Regions from separate parts of the Rattus norvegicus genome. Here region 1 is linked to region 2. Evidence: chromatin contacts called from public Hi-C data. All regions are on one chromosome and are shown on one strand. The core of a region is the stretch at or near the end of the contact, and the rest is flanking DNA. Distances in the headings are between cores, read along the strand shown. Region 1 overlaps Arhgap25 (Rho GTPase activating protein 25). Region 2 overlaps Arhgap25 (Rho GTPase activating protein 25).

What was found. Hi-C and Micro-C count contacts between places; a contact is called where the count stands out from the background.
Region 1: a Hi-C map of frontal cortex shows a contact between it and region 2, with 2.7 times the contacts expected there. The contact joins two enhancer-like sites. A contact is called at or near these places in 6 of 12 Hi-C or Micro-C datasets (the A7r5 cell line, Schwann cells, frontal cortex and 3 more).

The regions. Positions count from the first base shown.
Region 1 is chr4:121,514,852-121,521,772 of GRCr8, reverse strand. The region is part of intron 1 of Arhgap25 (Rho GTPase activating protein 25); the gene reads left to right. Among named protein-coding and RNA genes, the nearest start is that of Arhgap25, 14 kb to the left of the region's middle. Within about 2 kb of position 2,567, at least 5 of the 93 cell types and tissues checked have an H3K27ac peak or open chromatin away from gene starts, as enhancers often do.
Region 2 is chr4:121,461,321-121,468,985 of GRCr8, reverse strand. It overlaps Arhgap25 (Rho GTPase activating protein 25), which reads left to right. Exons shown (of 11, transcript NM_001109247.1): 6 at 3,684-3,816; 7 at 5,836-5,909; 8 at 7,344-7,465. Among named protein-coding and RNA genes, the nearest start is that of Bmp10, 36 kb to the right of the region's middle. Within about 2 kb of position 6,140, at least 15 of the 93 cell types and tissues checked have an H3K27ac peak or open chromatin away from gene starts, as enhancers often do.

The sequences.
Region 1 (6,921 bases), core at 1,318-3,817, 56 kb before region 2:
CATTGCATATACATAATATACAGTATGACCACAGGCATGATGGGTAAAGAAGATGCACACTGTGACTCCAGAGGGTAGAGGAGCCGAAGAGGGTAAATCCATCTCTTCAAAGCATTCTGTAAGAGCCTTTGGTCAGTTAGCTGTTCGCTGCAGAGACAAAGTACCTAAGCAGGTACTTGAAGGAAAAAAAATCTTATTTTATCCCTTGTTTTGAACATCTCAGTCTACTGTCATTTAGTTCTCTCCCTCTCCCTCTCCACTCCCTCTGCACCTCCCCCTTCTCCCCTTCCCCCTCCCTCCGTCCCTCCCCCCACTCTCTCGCCAGGGTTCCTCTGTGTAACATATCTGGCTGTCCTGGACTTGTTCTGTAGACCAGGCTGGCCTCAAACTCACAGAGATCCACTTGCCTCAGCCTCCTGAATGCTGGGACTAAAGGTGTGTGCCACCATGCCCGACCAGTGTTCTTTTGGTATGAAGTGAGACCAAACATCATGGAAGACAGCTTGTAGCTGAGCAAACATGGTCACATCTAGTGGGCAGGAGGCAGGAGAGAGATGGGGAATCTGACAGAGAACAAGGACAAAATGTACCCTCCAGAGGCCCTTTACATCTTCCACCAGGATCCAGCTCCCCAGGGCCCAGGCAATTTTGTGGAGTCAGTGGACTAATCCACTGTAAGGTCAGCATCCTCAAGGCCCAGAACTTCTCAATAGCACTGCAAGTTAGAGACCAAGCCTTCAGCACAGTGTCTTCAGGACTTAGCTCAGCCATTAAAGGCCTTCCATCTGCTCTGGAGAATTAACTTAATAACTTGCTACAGTTACTCAATACCTTGCTAAGGTGTTGCTTCTTTGGGGGTTGAGTTTCAACTTGAATTTGGAAAGGATGTTCGTCTTTGAAGCCATAGAATCCATCTACCAGAGTTACTTTTCTTTTGCCCCAAACTCTTGTTGCAAAAGGCAGTGGACACGGGGTCCCTGGGATGAGATGAGGAAGGCACATCTTTGACTGTGTCTCTCTGAAGGAGTTTCAAATAACAGGATTATCTAGTTTGTCCTAGGAGCCTGGAAGGAATTTAAAATGGGGGGGGGGAAGGGCTCTATGGTAGTTATTTTCTCTTTGCTCCTTGTACACTGTGAGTGTGTTGCTTTTCTGCCCTGTGTCCTCTTCACCCATGATGGTTTAAACTCTGACACCGAGAGCCAAAGCAAGTCCTCCAGTTGCCTTCCTACTCTTCCTCCTCAAGGCCTTACCTCAAGGTTCCTCATACTCTTGTTCAGACATTTCAAAGTGAAAAGTGTGGCAGCTGAAAGGGAATTGCCCCCCTTTCCCATCACGATTCCATCAGCTCCCGCCTTTTCCTCTAGTTCTGCCTTCAGACACAAACAGCAGAAGCCCATCCAGAGACCTGCATATTAGTGGGCCTCCACAGTCTCCTCTGGTTGAGGCAGGAAGCCAAGAGGGCGTGATCACCCAGACTCTGTGCCCCACCCACCTCCCGGCCTCAGGATGCCGATGCCGTCAGATGTCATCGTTGTCATTACCTTGGAACAGGCTTTTCAGGGCTCGTTTGTTTTCACAGCTTCTGGCTCTCGATTCCCATGGCTACTCTTTCTGAGACACCTCAGCACTATACCCTCTTCCGTCACACCTCAGGTGTCTCAGGTAGCACTGGCTATGTCATTCACAGGGAGACTTGTTCAAGCAGGGCTCTTGTTCAGAAAGCATTAAAGGTGCAGGAATCTCATCAGGGCAAGACTGCATTTGACCGCATTTGACTGCATTTGACTGCATTTGACCACATTTGACTGCATTTGACCACATTTGACTGCACGGCACAGGTAGCACGTCTGTGGAGTTAACTTTGACCAGGACTCACGGCACCAGTCTGCTACTCATCCAGCCCCACCAGCTAGGTGGTTTGAGTCCTTCCTCTGGCTTGATTCTCCAGTTGCCACTCTATTGTTAGCTGCGATCTCTCCTGTGGACTCTGTGTAGTTCGGTCTGCTTGAATGCCTTACAGGCTTCTTTCCCCTACTTTGGTTAACACAGCATCCTGGATTTTCTCCCCAACCACTTCACTTGGCTTTAGTCAGAGGCGCTATCTTCACAAAGGTGCTGTAGCCAAACATGCAGAGTGGGCATCATTCTCCCTTTTGCTCCCATCTCACACTGAATCCACCAGATGAAGCTCTGGGCTCAGCAGCCTGTCTCTGGTCTGACCTCTCTATTGTCCCCAGCATTTTCTCACCCTCACTGCTGCCTTCCACTCTTCCATCAACACATTCTCCACACCAGACCCAACTCAACACTTCTTAAAAAGAATCAAATCATGCTATATGTTCCTTTAATCAATGTGCTTAGAATTAAATTTAAAAATAAAATCAGGGTCTCCATCTGTAGGCTAGACATGCCAGTTCCGGAAGCACTCTGCTTGGGGTTTCTCAAGGCCAGGCCTCTGTTCTCCCTGAAATAACCTTTCTGAGATTTTACCATGTCCGCTCCGATGCTTGTTCAGCTTTAGTGTAAATACAATCTTTCCCATGAGCCTTTGCCTGGTGCACTGTCTGCTGTGCTCCGCGTCTCTGCATTCCGCCTCCTCAGTCTCTTCCTGACGATGTGATTTCGAGTCTGAAATGATCTCATTTGCACAAGTGCACTGCAAGTTCCCTAAAGTCAAAGCTTTGTCTATTTAATTTACTTTCAGATCCTCCAGGAATCAGGATGAGCCTTCATGGGGTAGCTACCACCCAAAATGCTGTGGGATGGCTGAGTTTTTTCCTGACTTTTCTCCATCTTGAGGACATTGAATTAAAATGAGGCCAAAGCCTATTTATTGTTTGTTGTCTCGAGCTGCTGTTATTATGACAGAACAGTGGCTTGATCAAGAGCTTTCTAGCTTCCTTGTATATAGAGAGGCAGTCTTTTGGTTTCGTAAGATAATTTGGACCTGGGGAGGTAACTGAGAATTTGGATAGCCTCAGTTCTCAGAGTCTCTAAGGCTGGTTAGGGTCACAAGGAATACTTCTTGTTTTTGTCATCCAAGTCTTTCAGAGTGTGAGCAAGGAATCCCTCTACTGGAGACTCAAGGGGCTGGGTCTGTGGGCAATCTTTTCATCTGCCTTCCCTCCCCTGCTCCTCTCTAACTGGGCACTGGTTACTAAGTTACTATCCAGGAAACAGCCATAAACTGAGGGCTACGGGTACAATGTATCTCTTTATTGGATAAAAACCAATTCCCATTCACTACAGAGGATGAGAAAAGTGACCCTTGGGAAGTGTAAATACTGGTGCTACAGAACATTTTTGTAGTAGTTCAGATTAGTTAGCATAAATGAGCAACAGAGAGGAGGAGTAAGGATGAGCTGAGGAGAGGAAGATGAGGAGGAGGGAATGAGTGAGCAGAGAAGGAAGAGAAATCCAGTGTAAGAGGCCAAAAAGCAAACCAAGAGGGGGAGGGGGAGGGAAAGAAAAGGGTGTGATATGGGCAATGGGAGGGACCGCTGTATGTTTTTTCAGCAAGACCAGAAGCTAAATGGAACTCATCAACTATATATTCAGAAAATAACTCCATTGTCTGTCCATTACTGCTGGCAGCATGATTGCTACACTAGACACTTCCCTAGGGCTTCACTCCACATGGTGGAAACCCAATCATGGACTCCCTTGCAGCTAGGATTCTGGAACCAGTTACTTGTGCTGATTAAACTAGAAGATAAGATAAGGGAAGGTGCCTTCCTGAAGTTCCAACCATGCTGCTGTGGATAATGCTAGCAAGCCAAGCAAGACCTCTCAAGATTTCCCAGCAGCTAAGCTTCAGACCCAGCTCTGTGTTCAGGTCGCCAGAGCATTGGCAGTCTTCTTAATAGTGAGACAGTTTCTTCCAGGTGGCCTCAGGCAGGGTGGCAATGTAAGAATTAAATGCTATGGCTTGGGGAGGTGTACTAGGGGATAAAAAAAACTTGCTCCTTTAGTTCCTCCAAACATTTTACAAGACTTCACCTAAGACTTCTGTAAGTCAGTTCCCTTTTTTGCACTAAACTCTTAATCCTAAACTGTTGCATGCTGCCTTAGCAGAGAATTTTCACATGACTCTCCTCTTCTCTGCCCAAATATGCCCTCCCACACTTTCACAAACTACTTCCCCGGAGTCAGCAATACTTCAAGCTTCTTAATACCCAGTCAGGACCTATAGTCTCAGCATCACACTTGCCACTCAGATCATTCACTTATGAGTAGGAAAAGATCTACACCAGCCCAGCTGGCATATGTGGGTCTTTACATGGAGAGATCATTCATGGGTAGCCTTCTTTGTAAGTTACTTTTCTCATTGGTGTTATAAACAGGACAAGCTTAAGGTAAGAGAAGTTCTCTCTGATTTATGGTTTTAAGGAATTTCAGTTTGTTTGTTTGTTTGTTTGTTTGTTCAGTGTATTGGGGGGAGGTATAATGGTGCGAGAGACTGGAACCAGGAGTATGCATAACTTTCAAAGACCTGACTTTCGGATCCTCTTTGTGCCCAGTAAGCTCTACCTACTAAAGGCTCCACAGCCTTCAAAATGGTACCACAGCTTGGAATTAAGCATTCAAATATCAGCCTGTCAGGATATCTCAGCCTGAAACTTTAGCACCTTCCACCCCTGGGTTATCTCAGGTACCTATCTCCTCTACGTAGGTCTCTTGTTCCACTCATAACCAAGATCCCCTTTCCACAATGTGGGCTCCACGATGTGTGCCCAGCTCCACTATGTAGGACCTATGCTGGGTTTTGTGTTCTCTTGCCACCGTCTTGTATTTCCATAGTTTCCAAACAAAGGGCTCAGTGTTTTCATTTAATACCAAGTCCTACAAATTATACACACAATCCCAATATTCTTCCATGTTCTTTTAGAAACTGGGTCATCTTTTAGCCTCTAGGACCCTTCCTATTCCAATTAGTGACTGCCATTCTTATGAACTCTCTCTCCCTTCCCTCATACTGCTAGGCTCTGACCACCTCTAGCCTGTGTTGTTTACATACTTCATTATTTCTTTTCCTGTGAGAACCCCAGTGCCTGCTATGTATGAACACTTTCATTCAGTGCAGTTACTCCAGGCTCCATTAAATCAGGCAGCAATGGCTGCTTTAGGCTGTAGACATGAACACCACCTCTCATCTGATTGACTGGCTTTCAAATTTGGCTGCCCTAGGAGTTTAGGAAAGTTTGCTTACAAGTTCCATGCCAGAGATATCAACTGAAGTGACCTGGAGTAGGAACTAGAGTCTCAGAGGTTTAAAACGTTTAAATTGATTGCTGTTGTGTGATGGGTGGATGAACTGTGCTTCTGTAACACACTTTCTTCAGCCGATTCTACTCCCCATCAGCAGCTTTCCTCAACAGGTATCCCATCGCTCTGATGCCTCTGACATTTTGGGGTCTCCAAGGCAGTTCAGGTCTCACCTTCATTCATCACAGCTTCTCACAATGGCCTCTCTAGGCCTGACTCATGCCTGGTTTCGGCAGCTTTCCTTAGTCACAGATGGAGATTCCATAACCTTTTCTTCCCTCCTCTAAAGCCAAGTCTGCCAAGTTCTGCTGCTTGCTGGGGCTTGAGCATGGCTCCCTTGTTCTGTTACATCTTCATCAGCTTTCTAGATTTGATGGTTTCCTTCACTGCCTAAACGTGGCTGTCCTGAAACTCAATCTGTAGGCCAGGCTGACCTCAAACTCAGAGATCTACTTACCTCTGCCTCCAGACTGCTGGGGTTACAGCATGTACCCTCAGACCTGGCTCTAAGCTTTCTCTATTTCCTTTTACAAGTTGGGGGCTTGGCTGGGTGGGATTTTGCCTTGAGGTCACCACTCCCTCTGTTCCATTTAATGTCAGGATTTTATCACCTGAAACACAGGACTCAGCTCCATTCCACTTCCTGGTGCCCCTTTCTCCTCAAATTGTACATTTTATAATTTTCCTCGCTCAGCTCCTTCCTTTTCATTATAGATCTTCATAAGAGTGAACATTAAATAACCATACACCAGAGTCAATGTTAGGCTGTTTTGAAATTTCCTGTGCTAATACAGTTTATCCAGAACTCTTCAATTCGGCCTCAGGCAGACTTTTCAAATAGGGCAAAAGCAGCCATGTTCTCCACCAAAATATCACTAGCATGGTCTCTAGGCCACATACTCACATTCTTCTCTGAAACCTCAAGAGCTGGGTCCCCACAGTTCAAAGACACTGCTGTTTTCCATGGTTCTACTAGTATGGCCCATTAAGCCCCACTTAAAGTGTTGAACTGCTTTTTAAACCCAAAGTCCCAAAGTCCACATTCTTCCAAACAAAAACACAGCCAGGCCTATCATAACCATACCACAGTCCCTGGCACGAACTTCTGTCTTAGTAAGGGTTTTATGCTGTGAAGAGACACCATGACCACAGCAGCTCTTATAGAGGAAAATATTTAGTTGGGGCTGGCTTACAGTTCAGAGGTTTAGTCCATTATCCTCATGGTGGAAGTGTGGCAGCCTCCAAGCAGACGTGGTGCTGAAAATTCTACATCCAGATCTCCAGGAAGCAGGCAGAGAACTGCCATGTTGGGCATGGTCTCATTAAGCATCTGAGACCTCAAAGTGACTACTTCCTCCAATAGGGCCACACTTCTAATAGTACCACTCCCTGCTGGCTGATGGGGGCCATTTTCTTTCAAAACACCACCTGTATGAAGGGACAATATCACTGAGCCATGCTTATGTCGACAGATCCAGGGAAAGGAGGAAACTGCACCCCTTCTCTCCTGCACCCCTTTCCCTCCTGCACCCCTTTCCCTCCTGCACCCCTTTCCCTCCTGCACCCCTTTCCCTCCTGCACCCCTTTCCCTCCTGCACCCCTTTCCCTCCTGCACCCCTTTCCCTCCTGCACCCCTTTCCCTCCTGCACCCCT
Region 2 (7,665 bases), core at 4,891-7,390:
TTACAAATGTTGAAATCCCCTAGAGTCATTGAGTACAGAGGGGAAAGTTATGGAGGTTGAGTCATCCTTGTGCCTCACGCTCTTCCGGCCTCGTTCTCTTCACCAACCCAAACTGTCTTTGTCTTTCACTGGAGCATCTCTGAGACCATCTGTTTCTCTCCATGCCCACTCGGTCTTAGTTTGATCTGCTGTAGAACTGTCGCTCCTGCCCTTAGTATACCATAGGCTAATTTCTCGTGTCGTTTATGCAAACAGCAGTATAGTTAGCATAGGAATATAGCAAGTTGGGGGCCCTTTTACCAGTGCAGTGGGTTACATTTTATAAGCAGGTACCCATTCCAGTGTACTCACTGTCACTGTATCTGGTTTTCTTCCTAATTTTCAATTATATTGGAGTTGATCAAAAGATGTGTATGTGTATAGATTACTGCTTGGAAAGTAACGTCCGTATCCTGAAAGGAAAGATTCTATTGCTGGGATTTCCCAAATGATGCTTCGATGCCAGCTTAAAGTCAGCCAGGTTGGTATGGGTGGTGGCACTACAGTCTTTAATTCCCATGAAACTCAGAGTTTAGAAGGAAGAGGAGGAAATCACACACACACACACACACACACACACACACACACACACACACACACACACACAGTCTTTTAAATGTTTTTGTCAGGGTTTACTAGGCTTGGATGCCTCCTGGTCACAGCACCGATGTGCCCCAACCCCGTGCCTCTCTGTGAGAACAGGCCGGCATGCCGCATATCAAATATGAGGCTCCAAGGGAACCTCGCAGGGTCAGCTAAGCTGGCTCAGGACTCAGAATAGACAAAGAAAGTCACTTAATGTTGATCTTTTGGTTTTGAAGGATGGCCAGCTCAGGAGAAACTGACCCTAAGGGTGACCCTGGAGTCAGCACTGACAGTGGGAATTTAGAGGAGGGCTTGACATGGTTTGGGGGAACTCAAGAAGTCCCCAGGAAAAAGGACATTGATGATGAGATCCAGTAAATCAGAGTGAGCAGTCAGCCAACTAAGCTGGCACGGCCAGCATCATCCTTGTCAATATTAATTGGGCTTTCTAATAACATAATATGATATAATATAATATAATATAATATAATATAATATAATATAATATAATATAATGTAATATAATCTTCAGATTTCCCCTGTTGTGTCTGTGGCTATAATTCCTTTCTTTCCTTTCCTTTCCTTCCTTCCTTCTTTCTTTATTGATTTTTTTGAGACAGGATTTCTCTGTGTAGCCCTGGCTGTTCTGGAACTCACTCTGTAGCTGGCCTCGAACTCAGATCCACCCCTGCCCTCTGGCTTCCCCAGTGCTGGGATTAAAGGTGTGTGCCATAGCCACCACCTCTCTTTCTATTTCTTTTTTTTTTTTTTTTTTTTTTGGTTCTTTTTTTTCGGAGCTGGGGACCGAACCCAGGGCCTTGCGCTTCCTAGGTAAGCGCTCTACCACTGAGCTAAATCCCCAGCCCCTCTCTTTCTATTTCTAATGCTGGGTATCTTTGTCATCTTCAGTCTCTTGTGACAAAACGTCTTTTAAAGCAGAGGCTTTTCTCTCTCTCTCTCTCTCTCTCTCTCTCTCTCTCTCTCTCTCTCTCTTAAAGCTTTTTTTCTCTTTTTTTTCCCCTGGAGCTGGGAACTGAACCCAGGGCCTTGCACTTGCTAGGTAAATGCTCTACCACTGAGCTAAATCCCCAAACCCCTCCCCCCAGGCTTCTCTTTAAGAGTCTCCTTTTCCTCCTCCTCTCTGATGCCATGCTTCTTGCTGAAGTTTTTCTTCTCTACTTGTCCTACAGGTGACTTCTGTATATCGGGGCCATGCTGGTGTGGACAGGATGGAAGGACAGGGCTTGGGAATGGTAGTGGCTTTCAGATCCGCAGTGGAAAGGGGACCATGAGGGGTTCATCTGAGATGAAGGATCAGGATACAGGAGCCTCATTGCAGATGGGGTAGAGCGGAGGCCACAAACAAGCCTGAGTCCCTAGAGAGGGCAAAGACACCGGATAGACTGTGCCAGGGGACATCTCCGAGAATCCTTGCCCCGAGAGTGCCAGGTCACGAGTCCTCTGTCACCCACTCAGGTGCTTTCAGAAAAGGTTTCCCCAGCTGGGTTTTTCTCAGGGATATTTTTAGACAGTGACTCAATAGGGTAGGATATTTTTGAATATCCATGTTAAGGAAACATTCCCCGCCCCAAACTTCCTGCCTTGGAGTGCAGATAGTTTTCTCTGAAATTCTGTGTTCCTTTTCAGAGGTAGCACTTCACAGGCTGCAGAGGCAGGGATGGGGTGGGAGGAATGGATTAGGGGAGATGGAAATGGGGTGCAGTGGGGTTGGGGTGGTGCAGGAGTCATAGTCAAAGTTCTTGGCAACCAAGAACAGAAACAAAAACAATACATGCATGCGCGCGCGCGCGCACACACACACACACACACACACACACACACACACACACACACACAGGCATGTAAGCACATGCACACACTCCCATTCAAGTCCTGGTGTTCTTGTTTGTACTGCCTCAAATGCTTTAAGTGACGGACCACAAGAGTACTCCCCATGAAGCTTAGGAGAAGAGCAGCCTATCCCACTGGGTCTATGAACATCATACAGTGACTAAACTGCCTAATGCCACACTTCTCAGAATGCACCCCCTTATTAAGTAACACATTGATGTTTACCGTGTTTAGTTTCTCTAGTAGCAGAATAAATGCAGTCCCTCTGCCATGCAGAGGCCAGCCAGCTTTGCAGGCTGGGTCATGGGTGCATACGTAGACTCTTCAGGTTAAGTGGCGTTGTCACTGTTACTGTTCTCTCACACTAATGAAGCAATGGCGGTATGGAAGTGAACGAACAGGGCTGCATTCCTCCAAAACTTATTTTATTGATACTGTAGCCTTGTGCAAGTACGTATAATTTCACATGTCATGGGATAGATTTTGATTTCCCCCCAAGCACTTAAAAATGTAGTAATAATTTCTAGCGAGCAGCCTATACAAAAATGTAGGTTCTAGGCCAGATCTGCCTCCTAGGTTGAGGCGACACTTGCTATAAATATCAGAAGCTGAACCACAGAAGCTTGCCCACACTCAGCTGAATACCTTCAGGCTGTTAGGGCTGATGCACCATTCCTCTCTCCAGGAAACATGCCTGCGCTTTTCAGATCTCGCCCCACGTCCAACATCTGACTTGACTTCATCTGGAGTCACTTGTGTCTCCCAAGCTGTCCCTTGCTACACTCTGACCTCCTGAGTTTGTCCTGGGCTTCTTCTCACATCCCAGCACCCACCGCAGTGTTTGGTAACATGTATATTCTCAGGGCTGTGGCTTGATAGATCTAGGTACACCCCTCTGGTTTACTACTGAAATCATAGAAAGACATCGCTAACCATAAGGTATTAAGTGGTCTGAAGAAAGCAGAAAAGATCAAAATAGTTAAAGAGAATATAATGAAAGGGGAGCCTTAATGCTACCTTTGAGGCATCTGTGTGGAAGCAGAGAGAAGTGAATTGGAGTTGTTCTTGGAAGCTGGTGTCTGGGGCCGGTTCAACTTTACATGACTGGTCCTTTGTAACCTGCCCCTCTCTGGTTCATGCTCTGACCCAGTGGTCCCTCAGGGTAGGTGGGAGGTCCTGTGCTCTAAGTACAGCTTATTTTCTTTCAGGGACACAGATGTGCACACGGTGGCCTCTCTATTAAAGCTCTACCTCCGAGACCTGCCAGAGCCTGTGGTTCCTTGGAGCCAGTATGAGGGGTTCCTGCTCTGTGGACAGCTCACCAACGCAGATGAGGCCAAGGTGGGTGGCTCCCTAGCTGACTGCCTTACTTAGAAGAAAGCAAAAAGCTATTGATTTTCTAAAAGGGGTTTTAGTAGGTGAGAGAGGGGGCCACACCCCTTGGTAGGATATTTTGTCAGATTGATACTACAGCAGTGGTGGCAGGCTGGTGGGGCCATTTTCTCTGGTAAACACTACAAAGGCCTTGGGTATGACTACCATTCTTCCATTGGGTAAATTATGCAGTGTATTAGTTACTACCTCATTGCCATGGCAGAATGCCAGACGGAAGCGAGGTAAGGACGGCTCAGCTTCAGGGTACAGTTTGTGGTGGTGGAAAAGGCAGGGGCACAGGTCATGCCGCATCTGCATTCAGGAAGCAGAGGGAGATGAAGGCCTGTGCTTAGCTTGCTTTCCTCCTCTTACCAAAGTCCCTTATTGTGGGCTATTCCTAGGAGCTCGCTGTCAGGATGGGTCTTCCCGCCGCATCAGCCCTCTCCCGAAACACTCTGGTAGATGTATCTGTTGGTCATTCTAAACCCGGTCAGGTTGCTACCTAAGAGTAGCCACTTGTGCATATTCTGTGAGGCTCAGTGTATTTGCTTAAACCAAGAGGATTCCATAGTGAGGCACTCTTATCACTTGTCTGTGTGCTGACCTCTGGCCACAAGTGATAGCATGTGCACAAAATATGATTAATACACCAGAAGAGCCAAAATCTTGATTTTATTTACATTTAAATCGTTCCATGTGGCAATTAGCTACCATGCGGAGCAGCACAAATTTCCACCATTGTCACCATTGTCTGTCATTACAGGGCACATGAAACTAATTTGTTTTTTTTTTTTTCATTTTTTTTCTTTTATAGTTGAGCAGTTTCTCCTCTGTTCTTGGGTGTTTGTGATATAGTCTGAGTCACAGACAGGACACCTGGGCCAGTGAGAAAAATAGTTATTGGAATCTCCTGGGCTGACTGCTGGTGGGAGCCATGGTTTTAAGGATTCTGGCACAAAAGACTATTCTACATTTCAAAGCCAGGACAGGAAGAGAATGGATAGGAAGAGAGCAGCAATGGTTCACCGACAGGTGTAGCTGTTTTCCAAGAGAAAACCAAACCAGGCTGCATAGTCTGATGTGGGTATTTGTACCTGATTTGTGGGTATTGTAGGGTTGACAGAAGATATGAAAATCCTTGGTTTACAGGGGTGTTTCAGATCTCCTTTGTGAATAATAAAGCTTTAAAAATACCTAAAAAGAGTCATACTACATACATGTCATCTCACATGCTGTCAGAGTGTGATCACAGATTCTGCAGGCAGCTGTGGTCCGCAGAGGGACCTGTCCTTCCTGTCCCTGGCACATGGGATCTCTGAATGGCCACATCTGGACTCTACAGCTATTGTACAACGTGAGCTGCCATCCCAGTGCGTGCCTTCCCGCATGGCCGGTCTGGCCTGCTTCCCAGAAGTTCTCAGCAGAATCACTTGCTCACTACTTCTAAGGCAGTTTTGAAATATTAGATTCTGATTTGATTGTTTATTGGATCTTTGCATCTCACTCATTGAGAACATTATCATGAGTGTCAGTTATCAGATAGTCAGAACTTACAGGAGCTCAAGGTCAGGAGGTTAGGAGGTCAGGAGTGGGTGGTCGACAAATAGACTTTCTAAATGCACTATACAAAAAAATATGATAACTGGGAATATATCTCAGCTGGTAGGGTGCTTGCCTAGCGTGCACAGAACCCTGGGTCCGATTCTTGGACCAGGACAGACTTGCGGCATACACTCCAGAAGCGGAGAGGCAGGAGAATCAGAAGTCGAAGTTCACCACTGACTACTTATGGAGTTCAAGACCAGTCTGGGCTTTAACTTTCTGAGAATTCATAGCTACTTCCAAATATTGTAACTCACAAAACCGTGGGAGCAGGAGAGACAACCAAAGTGCTCCTCCTATACAGATGGCGCCAGTTCTGCCTCTACCCCCATTGCTGACTCACAGGCAGTAGGCTCCTTTACCAGTGTCAAAATTCTCTTCCAGGCTCAGCAGGAGCTGGAGAAGCAGCTTTCCATTCTCCCCCGTGACAACTACAACCTCCTGAGCTACATCTGCAGGTGAGGCCCGGCGTGAGCCACAGTGTCTAGCCATATCAGAAAGAAGCCCCAGTTAGAGAGGAAGGTCCCTAAGGCCACAGATTGTGGTCCAGAAATGTGGAAGCTTAACTCTATTTGCATATGATTGACAGAGTGCTTGTCAGGAACCCCTCAGATCCTGCACACAGAATACACGCACTCCTTCCTTCTGACCTGCCCCAGGGCGTGCAAGAACCTGAAATGCCTGTTCTCCCTGAAACTAACACCCGGGGAAACAGTCATTCTAGGCCACCATTTATATTTTCCTGCAGGCCTGAGGACCTACTGTGTGAGGCCCTTGTGGCAACACCTTGCAGGTGGACCAGCTCAGACATCTTCACCCCTTACAAACCTCATTTTGTCTTCCAAAAATACTGCAACGTAATTTCCTAGTTTTAAAGATGATTCTGACTTAACCTGGAAACCACAAAGAGACTAGAACTATTTGTAAATAAGGACCAACACTAGATGCAACCCCTCATCCAGTGATGTCTTCCTTCTCTTGGGTGTTTTATCTTCTGATGAATCTTCTCATACACCAGTGAAACTGCAGGAGAATGGTTTTATACCCATGAAAAGCATGTCCTTTATCATAAAATAAATTATTCCCTAATCTCATAGTTTTCATCATTTGAACATATAATTCTTATTTCTCCTAATTTTTATAAATACAATTCTTATGGAATAAATTTTATAAATAACCTACATTTTATGGTATTTCAGTCTGCCCACTTTTAAATGCTTTTAAGAAATATCCATAATTCCCTTACTGATCTGTTTAGATGTTTTTATTTTTCCAACAAATCTAGGGATTTCAGGCTTCTGATGAGTGAAAGTGTAGTAGAACCCAGAGCTGCTGAGCTCTGGGGTGAGAATAGGAAGTACCATGGATTAACCCTCCGTGTCTAAGACCTCCTCACTGACACAGTTTTTCCTCTCTGGAGACGTGGGTGGGATGGGAACCCAGAAGCAGGGAGTGATAATGGCAAGTCACTGAAGCTGTCACACACCCATCTGAATTCTTGGAGTAACCTCTTCCTCCCAAGCAACCCCTGTTTAAAATTCTCCACCTCAGCCTGCCCCGCCACTCCCACCCAACCCTACCCCATCCCCCACCCCCGGCAGCTGAGCCATCTATGCCACTCCCACCCAACCCTACCCCATCCCCCACCCCTGGCAGCTGAGCCATCTATGGCTCCTTATCTCTTCTTGGTCTGTTAACTTCCAGGAGTTCACTCCATTCCAGAAACTTTAAGGGGAAAGAGCTAGAATACAACAAATGTACAAATGTACCGCTGAGTCCAGGATCTGTCTGTCTCTCTGTCTCTGTGTCTCTGTGTCTCTCTCTCTTATGCGCATGCGCGCACGCACTCTGCATTCCCATTGTCTTAAGATAGGGTTTCCTGTTGCCCACAGATTTCTGCATGAAATCCAGCTGAACTGTGCCGTCAACAAGATGAGCGTGGACAACTTGGCCACTGTGATCGGTGTGAACCTCATCAGGTCGAAGGTTGAAGACCCCGCTGTGATCATGAGAGGTACAAAGTCTGATCCTTCAGGGGAGCGGCCCGCCGGAAGTGACCGCGAGAACACTGCCCCTAGTGTCTATTTGATGTTCTGCAGCTTACCCAGCGAGCCTGCCCACCTTCCTCTTCCAACTTTAATAACAGCTCCCATGAGGTCGGCGGCTCAATGGTCACAGAGCACAGCAGTCTAACCTCAAACCAATTAACTAGTG